Regions from separate parts of the Rattus norvegicus genome. Here region 2 is linked to region 1. The links are chromatin contacts, called in public Hi-C maps. All regions are on one chromosome and are shown on one strand. Each heading gives the region's core, a stretch centred on a gene start, on an enhancer-like site or on the middle of the called end of the contact. The rest is flanking DNA. Distances are from core to core; before and after follow the strand shown. Region 1 has its middle 17 kb from the start of Klf6. Region 2 has its middle 160 kb from the start of Klf6.

What was found. Hi-C and Micro-C count contacts between places; a contact is called where the count stands out from the background.
Region 2: a contact with region 1 is called in a Hi-C map of Schwann cells, with 4 times the contacts expected there. The contact joins two enhancer-like sites. A contact is called at or near these places in 5 of 12 Hi-C or Micro-C datasets (the Rat2 cell line, Schwann cells, frontal cortex and 2 more).

Annotation. Positions count from the first base shown.
Region 1 is chr17:69,473,411-69,477,076 of GRCr8, reverse strand. No RefSeq gene overlaps it. Among named protein-coding and RNA genes, the nearest start is that of Klf6, 17 kb to the right of the region's middle. Within about 2 kb of position 1,921, at least 34 of the 93 cell types and tissues checked have an H3K27ac peak or open chromatin away from gene starts, as enhancers often do. A contact at or near this core is called in Schwann cells, where this site is marked.
Region 2 is chr17:69,612,513-69,616,178 of GRCr8, reverse strand. No RefSeq gene overlaps it. Among named protein-coding and RNA genes, the nearest start is that of Klf6, 160 kb to the right of the region's middle. Within about 2 kb of position 1,993, at least 29 of the 93 cell types and tissues checked have an H3K27ac peak or open chromatin away from gene starts, as enhancers often do. A contact at or near this core is called in Schwann cells, where this site is marked.

The sequences.
Region 1 (3,666 bases), core at 672-3,171:
GAGTACCTGCCGGATGGAAGCTCCCTACCGTTCTTTTTGACGTCCTCCCTCCCTTATCCTTCACAGCAGTCCTTTCAGGTGGGTTTTGGACTCTCATGGTACACATAAGGAAACTGAGGCTTGGAGAGGAGGCTGGCTTGCTTGTCCACAGAAACATAACTAGAATGTTCGTTCTGTGGTGACGGGCATCTAAATGTGCTGGGCGGGAGAGGAACCCTGCCCATTTTTGACCATCTAAACTGAACACACACCACTAAAAATGTAGATGAGAATGTCATTTTCAAGCCGATAGTGGAATTATTACCCAAGGAGAAAGAGACCCACTGAGTCTGCGAAGTAGTTCAGGGAGACCGAGTTTAATTGGGATCGAAGGAAGGAATTGGAGCAGCAAATGGAAGGCAAGCAAAGGCCACAGCAAGTTCGAGGTAATGGAGGAGCTGCTCGTGTTTCTTTGCTGTGGTCCAGGCTGGTGGGGAGAAATGTTGACTAAAATGTCAGGTTATTGTGGATAACCAGACCTAGAGCTTTTTAGCCCAGGTCTCAGCACAGTTCTGAAAGCCACGGATTTAAGAAGTCTTTGGAATTCCTTATCTTAAAACACGTTGAACAATCAATGTATGGTAAAGGTCGAGTCTCTGGCTGCAAAACCCTGACCACCAAGGAGGGAGCCCGGAGGGCTAGGACGGAGTGGAGATAATTACAGGATTGAACCGGTTCTGTTGGAGGCAAAGCAGGAAGTGAGTAGCCTGGTTAAGACTCAGCCTGTAAACTCCTGGTAAATTCAAGTAATTCGTGGTAGTCTTTGTATGTCTTCCAAGCTCCATGGGACTGCTTCTGACTGCCGATGAGGGACCATCATAAGTGGACTGAGATCCATTAAGCTATTTCTCTATCCTCAAATAGAGAATGTGTGATTGGGAATAATCTGTGTCTATGGCCATGGACACAGGGTGGGCCACCTCTTAAGGAAGGGGCTTTTCCCAATAAAGACATCATCTTCCCCTAAGAGAATGGGGGACGGGATGTATCCAAGGGTGTTGGAAGTTACATAGCAACAGATTCTTCAGTGGTGTTTATGAAACTGAAGCCTAGCAACTCATGAAGGAGCCAGGTCCACAGGATCTCCTTGAATGAGACTTGCAGTTACAGTTGTAACTGATTCAGAGGTGGTCACATGTTGCTCACCCAGAATGTAACCCTGCGGCAGCAAGTAGCAGGAAAACAGCCATGCCCGTTTTATTCATATTTTATAACCTACAGTAAACATTTACTTAACAATTCTACCCTGCCTATCACCGCCTTAGACACTTATGTAGAACTTAGAGTCAGACTGAATGCAAATAAGATGTTAATTATTGCAAGCAAATGATGCCTGTATCGTTAGACTCTGATGAATTTTTAAAATACACTGGAGGGGGAGATGGAGTCATAATATAATTCTCTATGAGGGTTTTGAAAGAGCGGTCATTAAAATCCGTATGCTTCTGTATTACAGGCAATAAGATTTTTTAAGCCAGGACGAAAGTGGAATTCTTTTGGTTAAGGATTCTAATAGGATTCTTTTTTGTTCTGTTTTAATCCTTAATCCTTAATCGAGGGGGAATGTCCCATCTCCATGAGTCATCAGAATGGCTTCTCACAGGTAAGACCTAGAAGGTTCCCGATATGCTTCCCCTGATTTGAGAAACTTACTCAAGCCAACTAAGACATTAAAGGGGTCTGATAAGTCTAAATCCTACTCCAGAATGTCGCCTGAACCCTGGACCGCGTTTTCTGGGTTACAGAAACAGGCACACCGTTTGGAATCTGCAGCAGCTGGGCAACACCAATTTGGCAAAATAGTAGCACAAAGGCAAAAGATAGCTATCTCCTCTTGAAGCCGCTGACTCATGCGGATGAGTCATTTACAATCAGCATGGCGGTGGGTCTGAGGGAAACCAACCCCGAGAACACTGTGCGCTGAGCGCTGACCAAGTAAACAGTGCAAACTCCCTCTGCTGATTCTAGGAAAAGAATCTTGGAACCTTTAGAGGAAGAAATCAGAGAGGCCTGCAAAGCCAGGCAACCTCCCGGCCTTTCCATTCTCAGTTCTGATATCCTCTGGCACCGGAGCCCAGCGCTCAGCATTTAGGTAAACATTCCACACTGGTGTGAACACCTAGGTGACCCGAGTAAATTATGAATTCCCAAGATAGAATTACAGTGTCATCAAGTGTGACTGTATATAACTGGGCACGCGTTCATTTCCCCCTCCGATTAGTTATAGCATAAATAATTCACAGGCACCAACCAGAGCCAAAGTTGCTCAGTGGAAGTCTCTTTTTTTGGTATTAAAAGGATGAGTGTCTTTTCCTTAAGAACCTTCTAGCAACATGTACAAATAAAGCCACACGCAGTGACAAACTGTGCTGCCTGGAGTTTAGCTGATGACATTCTTGTTATTGAAACAGGAAATGACTCAGCCTGGGCTAGACCAGAGAGGATCATACATTATATTCCGTTTTGTTGGCTGGTTTGAAAAAAAAAGAAGACAAACTATCACAAAGCAACAATGTTTGTTTATTAAATAATACCTTTTCTCAGTTGAGAGAGAAAAGAAAAGTGAAGTGGAGGTTAAAGTTTTCAGGATTTTAATTTATGCACTGCATTCTAGCAAATAAAAAAAATTCCTTGACAAGCCATTATTAAAACGTTGCAAAACAGGTTTTTCACAAGTGTTAGGATCAAATGACTGTTCTAGGCTCCAGAAGATATGTTTACTATTCCTAAAAGGCACGAGTTAGGGTATTAGAGACCAGAGAGAAAACTATCAGTACTGAATACTAACATTTCTATGGTTAGTTGGAACCTGCTCTGTTTAGATAAACTGATTTCGAACATAATTTTATTTTATGCTCATTGGTTTCTTTGTTTGTTTGTTTGTTTGTTTGTTTGTTTGGGGTTTATTTTGACTGCACTACGTGAAGACACCAGGAGTCCTGAATCTGGAGTTACAGACAGATGTGTCAGTACTCTTAACTGCCGAGCCATCTCTCCAGCCCCAAGATAAACTTCAGAAACATTTTTTAATTAAAATATATCACTTCCCTCCTTTCTTTACCTCCCCCCAAACTCTCCTTGTCTAACCCATTTCCTCTCAAATTGATAACCTCTTTTATGTTGTTGTTACAAATGCACATGCACAAAGACATGAGTACAACCTTAGATAAAAGTTTTAACACATTACTAAATACTACTGTTTTACTAACATTTTTATTTTTACTTTTCATTTTTGACCAGGACTAATCTGAAGTTTACCTTTGTCTATTAAAAGTTTGCAACTGTGATAACTGGCCACGAAAATCATTCAATCAAACAGACAAAAAAGTTGAATGTTGATTAAACACTATAAATTTTTACATAAATAACTGAAATATCTTACCCACTAACTCTAATATGATAATAATAATAACTTAGATAAGTTTTGTAACACTTTTAACTCTGAAATATTTTTAATTAGAAAACTATATTTTCTATTCAATAATCAGCAAATAGTAACTTAAGTCACCCACCCAGAGCTCAGATGACTCATACGGAAAGACTTTCTGGTCTCTCACCTTAAATGTGTGACATCTTTTGCCAATCATTGACTTTCTTGGTCAGATAAGTCTCCACCCAATACAATAT
Region 2 (3,666 bases), core at 744-3,243, 140 kb before region 1:
ACACACATACCACACACACATACACACATATATACACATACACACCACACACTACACACACACACACATGTGTACACACACACACACACACACACACACACATATATATATATATATATACACACACATACACATGGCACTCTCACCCATAAACACATGTACACACAGACACACATACACACATATATACACATACACACCACACACTACACACACACACATGTGTACACACACACACACACACACACACACACACACACACACAGAGAATAAATAGAATCCTAACAAGGAAAATGGTGCCTCACCTTATAGCAACTGAATATGTCATCATTTTGGTTGAAATTCCTGGGAGGGGTGCCCTCTTCTAAAGGGAAATGGAGAAGTAGATCTGAAAGAGGGGAAGGAAAGGAAGATTGGAAGGAGAGGAGGGAGGGGAAACTTGAATCAGGATGAAATATATGAGAGAATAGTAATGATAATAGCTAATAATAATAATAATAAAGAAATATTCTCCTTTGGGATTTATAAACAACATGCAGCAGAGCACAGCATACTCAAAGAAAATGTAGGCATGGATGGGTATCTTTGAATTTATTTTAAGAGAGCCTATTGATTCTTTCATAAGCTCTCTGGCCAGTACTTATACCCAGACCATGGGATCTGAAATGTGAAGGCTCTTCTCTCCTCTCCTCCTTAGAGTTTCCATTCAGAAACAAAAACAAACAAACAAACAACAAACCACTGGGCCACACAAAAGCTGGTCCTTTAAATTTAGCACTGGGCTTCTCTGAAGCAGTGCAAAGGAAACCAATAAGATGCCTAAGTGGGGTTAATGGGATGTTAGCAGTCAAACCCATCATTTGTGTTTCCTCCATGTTACAGAGGGTGGAGAGAGCACTTCATAGTTGGCTGATTTTCCCCTTCTGTTCCTGTTAGAATTTTGTTCGTAGAGTAAACTTACTCCCATCCCCTGGTGCCCCAGCTCAGGTTGTCTTGGCCTTTTCCTTACGGGTCATGTTTACCAAAGGTTTACAACTTGGCTGCAAACACCAGTTGGCACCAAACCTGGGAAGTTGGGCAGGAGGAGTTTGGCATAAACATTGCCCGGAAGCACTTTTTTCTTTCTGAATCTGAGAAAAACAGGCTAGGGTCATTTTCCAGCTATTTATGTTATTCATGCATAAATAAGACCGAGGCCTGACAGCATCAAACAGTTGCTGGCTTTTGCATGCCTCAAAAATAGATTTGATCCAAGAAAAGTAACATTTGGTAAACAAATACGCAGTGACAGGCTGTTAAAAAAAATGAAGGGGGGGGGGAAGGTGGCATGGGATGGATTAAATAGAAAGGCAAGAGAGAATGTTTCAAGAATCATTTTTTATATCAGAGAGCAGAGCCAAGAAAGTTATTGTTAAATGACTACAAACATTTAGAAATTTCTACAGACTCAAGATTATAAATAAGCAAAATGCAAGCTTTCCAGTAGATTTTTATTAAGATCTAGAAGGCACCTCAATCAAGCACTCAAAGAAAAGAATATAGAATGATCTCGGGAGGATAGGAACAAATGATGTGTTCTGAAAACAATGGTGTTTAAAGCATTTTAAAACTCGAGGAGAGAAGGAGGGGGAGCGAGTCATGAATTAACACATGTTGATGTTATAGGTCTTTTAAAATAGTTGTCAGTGTTCAAAGCCTCCCCTTGTCTCCCCTCTTATTAAATTGTTTAGAAACGCAGTTTGTAAACTGTAAACATCGGCAGCCTGTGGCTGTATTCTAAAGAGAGAAAGTGATGGTGTCAACTGTTCCCTAAAGAACGTCTTTCTGGCAAACTTAAAAGTCAGCCTTGACGTCAAGTGACTCTGGACAAGAGTCCGCATTGAGTTCTACGGAAGAGTGGGCAGAAAGGACTTTCACTCTGGAAACCCTACCAGGGAGGAAGCACTGAGAGACCAGTTTAGGGAAAAATTAAAAGCAAGCCAACTCAAACAGAAAGTAAAAATAAGTCAGTGGGGAAAGAATGTCAACTGCAGAAGAATGTAGCTTGTCTGCCACAGCTCGCGTTCTGGAACACGTGCTCTTCAGGCAAGAAAGGGTTTTCCTAAGCTTGTTTTGTTTGCTCTTTTCAAAGGAGGTTTGAGCTATTGTTAACTGCTCAAGTCAGGGGCAGTTACATCTGGTGGCCAAAAATGTATGCTACCTTCTACATTTTTTTTTCTTTTTTTTCAGAGCTGGGGACCGAACCCAGGGCCTTGTGCTTGCTAGGCAAGCGCTCTACCACTGAGCTAAATCCCCAAACCCTCCCTTCTACATCTTAGCCACACCAGGCAGAGAAATAGAATTGTGCCAGTCGATGAGAAAATTAACCTGATTGAAAGACCGTAGACATAATCCAAGGCATCTAATCAGTATACTCCAATGCCGATTCGAGCTTTTCAGGGACTCGTTTCAAATGTTTGGCTCCCTGGAACTACCTAGGTCAACTTCATCTACAACTGGGTCTAGAATATGATACATGTTCCTGGTGTGCGCTACTTCAGACAGAGTCTATAAATCAGTCTATTTACCCTACTATCAAAACTGTTGCCATGACGATGTTGTGGCTCTGAGGATAGCAAATCACATGGTCTGCAGATAAATGTTTACATCACAGAGCCACAGAGTGCCTTTGCCGACACTGAAAAGCACAAATATACACACAGGATAATCCCTTGGAGACTGTTACTGTCTGTGAAGAAAAAGCCCTAGAGAATGTGGTCTGGACACCAGAGACCAGAGAAGAAACATGCTCATCAGATAACAGGCTTCTTGGAAAGTGGCCTAGGCAGCCTTCAGTATTCTCAGAACTGGCAATTAGTTCTTATTATATTTGAAAGACATATATTTTACCTCAACTGACTAATCATGTGGCTTCTTCAAGAACCTGAATAGATTTTTTTTTTTTTTGATTCTCAATTCCTAGCACTCTGCCTGATATTTTCCAGAGCTTCAGCAGGCATCTGTCAAAGGAATAGTCAACATGAGAAGCTAGGATATAACATCCTTAGTCACACACTGATGCTATGAAATTGCAAGTGTCTGCACACTAAGAGAGGGGTCCTTGATTTGGCTTTGTTTAAGGTTTTTGTTGGTTTTGTGTGATTTGTTTTTATTATTTTAAAGGGGTCTTACATGGCCCTTTGAACTTGATAGTCTAGGATCACCTTGAATGTCTGATTCTTCCAACTACTAGAATCAGGTCTGTGCCACAATGCTTGGCTTTCTAGAGTCCTAGGGTTTGAACTCAGGACTGTATGCATGCTAGGCAAGTACTCTACCAACCAAGCTATGTTCTTTGCCTCTTGGCTTTTAATTTTGGCAGACTTTGGAGAAGTGGTTAGAGACTAAAAGGAAACTTACACCAATCATAAATAAATACGTTGTTTTAAAATGCTCTTTTGTTATATCATTTTCATACAAATCAATATGAACATATAAATATGAATGCACTGATTGATGATGAGTAAAAACTGATAAATGATAGATCAATTTATCAATATATGTTGATAGATGTGAGGATAGATCTATTGATTAATCAGTAGATAATAGTTGACAGATGATTGGTACATAATAAAATGATTGGTAAATAGATGAGAAACAATGATGATAAATAGATATATAATAAAA